Linked DNA regions of Bos taurus: region 2 is linked to region 1. A link is a contact called in public Hi-C data. All regions are on one chromosome and are shown on one strand. Each heading gives the region's core, a stretch centred on a gene start, on an enhancer-like site or on the middle of the called end of the contact. The rest is flanking DNA. Distances are from core to core; before and after follow the strand shown.

What was found. A called contact is a pair of places that touch in the nucleus more often than the background predicts.
Region 2: a contact with region 1 is called in a Hi-C map of skeletal muscle, with 4 times the contacts expected there. The contact joins the promoter of SERTAD2 here to the enhancer-like site in region 1. A contact is called at or near these places in 3 of 11 Hi-C or Micro-C datasets (liver, skeletal muscle and skin fibroblasts).

What each region holds. Positions count from the first base shown.
Region 1 is chr11:63,047,600-63,051,405 of ARS-UCD2.0, forward strand. It overlaps SERTAD2 (SERTA domain containing 2), which reads right to left. Exons shown (of 3, transcript XM_010810111.4): 2 at 1-362. Among named protein-coding and RNA genes, the nearest start is that of TRNAS-GGA, 85 kb to the left of the region's middle. Within about 2 kb of position 1,607, at least 80 of the 102 cell types and tissues checked have an H3K27ac peak or open chromatin away from gene starts, as enhancers often do. A contact at or near this core is called in liver, skeletal muscle and skin fibroblasts, where this site is marked.
Region 2 is chr11:63,149,030-63,152,835 of ARS-UCD2.0, forward strand. SERTAD2 (SERTA domain containing 2) reads right to left here and starts at 1,700. Exons shown (of 3, transcript XM_010810111.4): 1 at 1,082-1,700.

The DNA.
Region 1 (3,806 bases), core at 357-2,856:
CGATGAGTCACTGGCCTGCACACTCAGGACCTGTGCACGTTTCTGTATGCCCGTGTCACTGGTTAACAGCTCTCAAGTGAAAGGCTCCTAATAAGAGTCCCGGGTCTCCTCAACCACACCGTCCTGTGTGACAAGTGGTGTGACTACTGGCTGCTGAAGGGTCCAGAAGTGCCCATGCTGACACTAAAAATTATAAAAACGAGGCGTTCACAGTAACGCTAATGACTCAGAATGATGCCTTTTCCTCATAGAGCTACCCAGTTTGAAGAAAAAAGAAGCTATGACGTGTGACGAGTGTCTTCAACCAGGCTAGCAGAGGCTATTTCCTCACTCAGACATCCTGAGCCGCCAAACCCAAAGTCCTGTAAATGGAAACACACGCATGCTTTCAGTTTCTTTCGGGGGCAGTGGAAGAAGAAAGAAGTTGCCCCTGGCAAAACTGAGTGGGTGACAGTCTCTCCAGAGCAGGAGAGAGGCTGGCTACAAATGCCGATGAGACAACTTCTGAAACACAGAACATTCTCATCTCTCCTCTCTGACGCCTGCCTTAGGGTGTGCTTTGGGTCCTGCTCTTGAGGTGGTCCAAGTGCAGCCCCTGCTCCTGAACAGGACGCCTGCCACCAGCCTCCAGCGAACTCTGGGAAGAGCTCTTTTGTCAGCTGGCCACACATCACCTCCCGGGCAGGAAGGAAAGGCCCCCTCCTTGTTCCACAGGGGAAGCCAGGTTCCCTTAGACAACTTTCTACACTGTTAAAATATTACACCTTAATCAACATCCAACACTCAGGAATCTGATAATGGGTAGGCTTTTGACACCCTTCCTCCCCCAGGTAACAGCAGAAGCCGCGGGGTGGGGGTGGGGGGACACGACTTAGAGGACACCCTGAAGGGACATGCGGGGGGGGGGGGTGCTGGCAGATCTGGGAGAGAGCTGACAGAAAGTGGGGTGCTCCCAAAGCCAGTGCTCTGGGACAACCCAGAGGAAAAGAGTGGGTAGGGAAGTGGGAGAGGGGGTTCAGGATGGGGGACACACATATGTATACCCGTGGTTGATTCATGTTGATGTATGGCAAAAAGCATCACAATATTGTAATTATCCCCCAATTAAAATAAATTAATTTAAAAAAGAAAGTGGGGTGCCTGCAAGGATCTGCCAGCGGGGATGTTCCATGCACTGTGACCCGTGCAGTTCCCCCAATTCCTGGTGGTGAGCCTCCGGGAGGCCGTGCGGGGGTCAGCACTCCCCCAGGCTGCCTGCAGACCCCAAAGCGACTGCTTCCGGCCTCCGGGAATGGCAGAAACACGGGCAAAATTCCAACAGGGAGAAAGCCTCTGCGTGTTTACTCCCAGAAGACAAGGGAGGGTAAGTAACTGAACCCCTAAAGCTGCCCCTATCGGGGAAGCTTTTTTTTTTTTCTTTCTTTAAGCCCAAGCTCATCCAGGATGAGGTCCCTGCAGTAACATCCATGCTAATTGCTAAGTAAGACAAAGCCTTCCCTAACAAATCAGCAATGTAATTATGAAGCCAGTCACTAGATCAAGCCAGTTAGGCGCGCTCGGCGCGGCTCCGAGGCTGTAACCCGACACCACTGTTTGCGGAGGCGCCTCCCCGGGCTCTCCCGGCGGCGCTCTCTGCCGCGGGTAGCGCGCGGCCGCGCATCCGTGATCAGACTCCAGTCGGACGGGTCCCGCGGCGAACAATCCCCGGGCTTTCTTGACAGCGTCTTAAAGCCTGGAGACAAACCGAAATTCGGCCAGGAAGTCAACCTTGAAGTCAATTAAAACAACAGCTTTTACTGTTTGGGGATGTAAGAAACTCTTGCCTTCCCTCCTAGGACTTTTATCTACTTCTATGAAATTGCAGACGGTTTCTGACTGGTTTGTCAAACATAACCTTTCCTCTTGGAAAAAGAAAAGGACATTTTCAAATGTGGATAACCGCATTTAGTAAACAAATCGTGAGAGATAATATTTCAAGTGAATATTTCTTAGGAATAAATTATGGCCTTGTTAATAAACATCTGGAAAGAAACAAGTTTTTTAGAATGTAACTGTTAAGTAATAGAAAATATTTCTAATATCCTGTCTTACTGGTATAGGTTTTAGACCTAACTCTTAGGAATCTAGGGACATCAGTCACCTTCCAAAGATACTGAGGATGTTTACAGTTCTCTTAGTTTATGTAACAATTTTGACTAAAAGCACTGCACACCTAAAGTAAGACTGAGCCGAATTATACAGTTTCTAAATTTAAGATGAGCAAAAAAAAAAAAAAAAAAGATTCTATGCCTGGAATATGCTTTAAAATACTCTAGAAAAAAAAGACCATGAAGATGAAACAAGACTGACAAAATATTGATGATTGTTAAAGCCCGATGATGAGCACAAGGGGATGTACTGTACTCTATTTACTTTTGAGTGTGTTTGGAATTTTCCATAATAAAAAGGTAAAACATGTACACACACATCAATACATATTTTAAAAATTCTACAAATTAAAAAAAAAGTCAAACACAATAAACTATTTATACCCTCAGTGAGAACTATGATATTAACTTGATAAGCTATTTTACACAGAAGAAAGCTATAAATGCTCTTTGTAAACAAGCATGCCCACTACAAGTTGGAGCTCCTCTTCAGCTTTGAAAGAGAGTATCACATCTAACCACAAGGGGGCGCAGGAGAGCAACAGGCACTCCTGAATTCTGATTATTCACCGCAATTTCTATCTACAGATCTCAAAGTATACACATTTCCAAGACTGTTCCCTAATTCAGGTCTCCATAGGACACTGCTTGACAAGCCAAGAGCCCTGCCAAGACCACACTATATTATGCTATGGTTCAAAATCTGGAAATATTGTATAAAGAAAAGGTTGTTGTCTGTATATAAGTAACACTGATGTTTCAAAACCCATGACTAAAATCCCTGGAGGATTCCTGAAGCAAGAACACACACAACAAACATACAACCTGAGTCATAAGATGCGGACTGGGAGAAGCCAGTAGTTCAGAATTTCCAGTGGGGGTCCTAAAGTGATCTCCAACAACACAATGAGTCTCAAGGTTAGCAGTAGGAATTTTACTAGGATAGAAAAGCCTTCAACAATCCAATTGCTTTGTATTAACAGGACATTGCCTCCACACTGAACAGAAATGGCTTCTGGCAGTTTTTTGGGAAAACTTCATAAAGAATATTGGGGAGGAGCCGTTAAATTGTAAAACACTGGTAACCTTAGAGAGATCATGAAGCAAGTTGATTGTATAACTTGCCGGAATTCTCCCTATGCAAATTACAAACTACATCACTGTTTGAGGTATTGAAGTTCTATGATATTGTATGTTCATAAGAGATGACCTATTATCACCAATCTTTCCATAGGAAACTTGGTAAATATGAACCATTATAATATTATTTTTATAAATAATATATTATTATAGACATTAAAATTATGATGCTATTCCACACTAATTTGTTGTCAGGAACTCAGCTTTAGCATGCTGAATCTAAAGCCTCATTAACATTAAGGGAAGGAATTCTTAGATTTGAATTTCTTTCCCTTAAGATTATATGCCAGTAAAGGCCAACCACTCTTGTCCCACCCCCATTCCCATGCATAATGAAAACATTTTTTTCTCCAGTACTTATAATTGCTTGGATGGGATTCTGGTTTCAACTCTCCTGTACTATCTTTTCCCCAAAGATACCTTGTTTTTCTGCTCACACTAGAGACCCTTAATAAACAATGTCAGAGGGGAAAAGGCTTAGGGTTGAAACCAAATGCTTTGCCAAAAGTATGTGATGGT
Region 2 (3,806 bases), core at 450-2,949, 100 kb after region 1:
AGCAACAACTTATTCTGGTTAGTCTGAAAGAAAAGGAGAGAATGAACTACTAAGAGGCCTTTCGTGTACTTTAATATTTCAAAAGATGTTTGGTTTGGCCTAATTTGAATCTTGTGGACAAGTAGACCAGAACTTGATTCAAAAAGAATAAGTACCATTTTAAACAGGCTGAATTCTCAAACGTAACCTCAGAAGGCGATTCAGAGTAAGTATTTCTCATAATTCTTATTTTTACCTCAAATTAAATACTAAAGATGCATAGGGCAAGTCTTATAAAGCATATATACGGCCACGCATGTGTACTTTTGAACAGCCTGCAACCAAGAAACCAAATTAAAATTTTGCTCAAGAGCAATCTAGTATACAAAAAAGGGCTATCAAAAGATAAAAAAATCCCTATTTGTCTTTTAACACACCCCACTGTGCCCAGTGACCAGGAAATAAAAAATTCTGTGTTGTAATTTCTGGCCAGAATAGAGGTGAGCTAAAGATGAAGTGTCAAACTGGATTTCCATCTTACCTCGTTTTCCTCCAACAGGTTCAAAGACTTTGTAATCTTTACATTAATATTGAATTATCTTTTCTTTTTTTTCCAAAAGAGAACCTACGAAACTATTTAAAAATAAAAACAGCAAGACATGCCACTAGGCAACCTGTCTTCTCGTGGTCTATCTCATTCAAATCAGACGTACCTTTTGCTTTGCCTTTACTGAATAAAAGTTTAACTCTGATTTGGAAGACAACGTACCCATTATTAGCCGTCTGACACTTTTTGCAGGTCATAGAGTCTATCAGTTCAATTCGCTGATTATGACCGCTCACTAAGAAAGCTTGCCATTACCGCTCATTTTATAAGCGTTGGCAATACCTAGAAATACAGCAAGGCTGGTGAATAAGGAGTCGAGGGGCGGGGGAAGAGGGAGCGAGGGAGGAAGGCAGTCGCCACCTCAAATCCACGCCGGACCGGGAACCTCCAGTCCACAGCGCGATCCCTTGCCCTCCCCAAAGTGGACTCGCTACATTTGCCCAGACCCTCCCTCCGCCCCAACACCCACCCCCGCTAACCCAACACAGCACTCACCCTTCAGCGAAGTCGGCACCCGGTCCAGCTCCGAGACGGGTCGGGGTGGCAGCGAGGGAGGGGACGTCTGGGCTGTGGGCGGGGGGTGTCGGTGCGTCACTAGAGTGCAGGACGGTGAGTTCGAGGGGTGGGAGTGGAGAGGAGCCGGGAAACCAAGTCACTGCCGAAAAGGGACGAGGAGCAACGAGGGGATGGAGGAGAAAGCCCCTTCCCTAAAATAAGCCCACCGGCCCCTGCGACCCCCCTGCCCCAGGAAGGGAAAATAAAATCCGGGGAAATAAAAAGACTGACAAATAAACCTCTAAAACGATGAGAAGCAAGGATCAGACTTTAATTTAAAGGGGGGAGACTGAGCGAGGTCTGGAGGGGTGACAGAAGTGGCTCTAGGTCTATCCCATGCCTTTGCAGTCCCCAAGCGGAGGAGGAGGCTGGCTGAGGGGAAGTTGCAGCGGCTCCCGAGGAGGAGGCGGAGGAGGCGGAGGAGGAGGTTACACCGTAACAAGTACAGACAGACAGCCATGGATCAGAGGGGCGCTGCGAGCAGGGGCGGCCGCGGCGGGGCGAGCGGCCGCGGCAGCAGCACCGCCTGCTCGGCTAGCTCAAGACATTTAATTGGATTGATGGGTTGTGCAGTGACTCACAGACTTTACAGAGTCGTAAAGCAGTCCCCGCCCAGCTGGACAGGGGAGATGCGGTGGGGACGGCTAGGGAAAGGGGGGCTGTGAAAGAGCCGGGAGGGGAGGAGGAGAGTGAGAGGGCGAGGCGTTATGGGGGGCGGGGAGCGAAGCGGAATCACTCAATGCCGAAGCCCGCCGCTCCGACGGGCGTGGGGGTCGGCCAATGACGGTGCGGCTCGATAGGCGGCCGGCTTCGCCCCTGGCCCAATGAGTCTTCTAAGGACACTGCCGCTAACCGGGCGGGGGGAAGTGGAGTGGGGGGTGGGGAGTGGTGGGTGGACGTTGAAGTAGGGAGGGAGCGGTGGAGAGAAAGATGAGGCACCGGAGACCGGCGGAGTCACTCAGCTCTCCTCGCTCCAGAAGTGCGCCTTCTGCCAATCCGAGGGCCGCATGGGGGTGATGGACGCAAGCGTGTGCCCAATGAGGAAGAGAAGGTGCCGCTCCGAGCCACAGGGGAAGGAGTGGGCGGGCCAAGGTCCTCCCCTCCCTCCGGCACCCGGGTCCTCCCTCCCGCCCTGTTCAGGTCAGTCACGCAAAGAACAGTGTGAGGGATGGGGCCGTGCGGCGGGGGGGTGGGGCGGCTGAGGGCCGCGCTACAGAAGGCGTGACAGCGATAGGGACTGGCTGTGCTGCCGACTCCGCACCTACCGGAGGAGGCGATGAAGAAGGCTGGCTCCTTACTCAGCCTTCAAGCTGCTGCTCTTGCTGCTCAGCCTCTGCCCGGCGCTGCCTGGGAGCCCCTGCGGCCAAACCCCACTCCCGAGTGGCAGACAGATGTGGAGTAAATCGGATCAAAACTTTGCCTCCCGTCGGTGCTGTGCCCACTCTAGCAGACAGCTCCGTGTGACGTTCTGTGGGGCTGTGCTCCGGGAGCCGAGGGAGCTGGACGCCAAGACCGGAGGCATTTCCCTCCTTGCTTGCCTGTGTTCTGGGGAAGTCAGAGTAGGGTGTGGACAGGTTGAAACACCTCCTGAATACATAACATTTCTTTATTGGGTTTCTGGAAAAGGTACTTAACCTGACGTGAGTGAAGCTGTGTGGGTTTTGTGCTTGTAAATATCAGCTTCCTCCAGCCCTTGCTCCCGCATGCATTACTCTTTTTCTCCCACTTCTCTGCCCACTCTCCTCACCTTGGACCCTGACACCTTGTACTCACTACTAGATCTCGCTGCTCATTCCCCGGAGCTACGGCTTTTTCTCAGTTTCTTGCCTACTGTCTAGGAATCATTGTACACACCTTAACACTGCACGCACTTGTACTTGAAAGTAACTGGGATCACTAATGAACCTGAACAGAGGTGCCGGCAAAAGAAATACACTGGCAAAAATCCACCTTCTTAACCACAAGGGACATTTCTGCAGGTTATTGAAATTTATGACATTTGCTTCCTATTAAAAAACCAAGGAAAGACAAATCACGTATCACATCCCTAGAAAAAAAGATTTTCCAGTCCACTTAGAATACTCAGTATCCATTTTCTTTAGACAAGTCAACTGGAGAGACCCAGGATTGACTTGTGGTCTTGAAGGGAGCAAGATCATTTTTTCCCCATGATTATCAGAGTAAAACCTTACAGTGGTCTGGAATTCAGAGGAGAGGTAGTAAGTGAACAATAAGCCTTAAGGCTTACCCTAGTCATACGGAGGCTTTCCTTGATTACTGTTGTTTTAAGATAGGGACCCTTCCCATAAACTGTAATTGTGACACTCAGCCTGACACCTCTTGCCTCTTCTCTTTCTGATTTTAGCCTTATTCCATGATGTCAGCCTGCATCCTGAGTCCACCTAAGAAAATGAACCAACTTACACACTTCCTATAGTGCCCAGATTGTGTATGCATTGCCCCTCATTGTGTTGAAACTTCTTTGCAGTTTGGCAATGCAAGGACGCCAGCATCATCATCCCAGGACATAATGATATTCAGGAGGGGGGCTGTGTTCCCTTAGCCAGGTCACCCTGTGATGATTGAAACACACTAAATCCCTCCTGTGGGAAGAATCAGCTCCATTTCTAGTGTGGGCTATGCTACTACATTTAAGAGTGTGCTA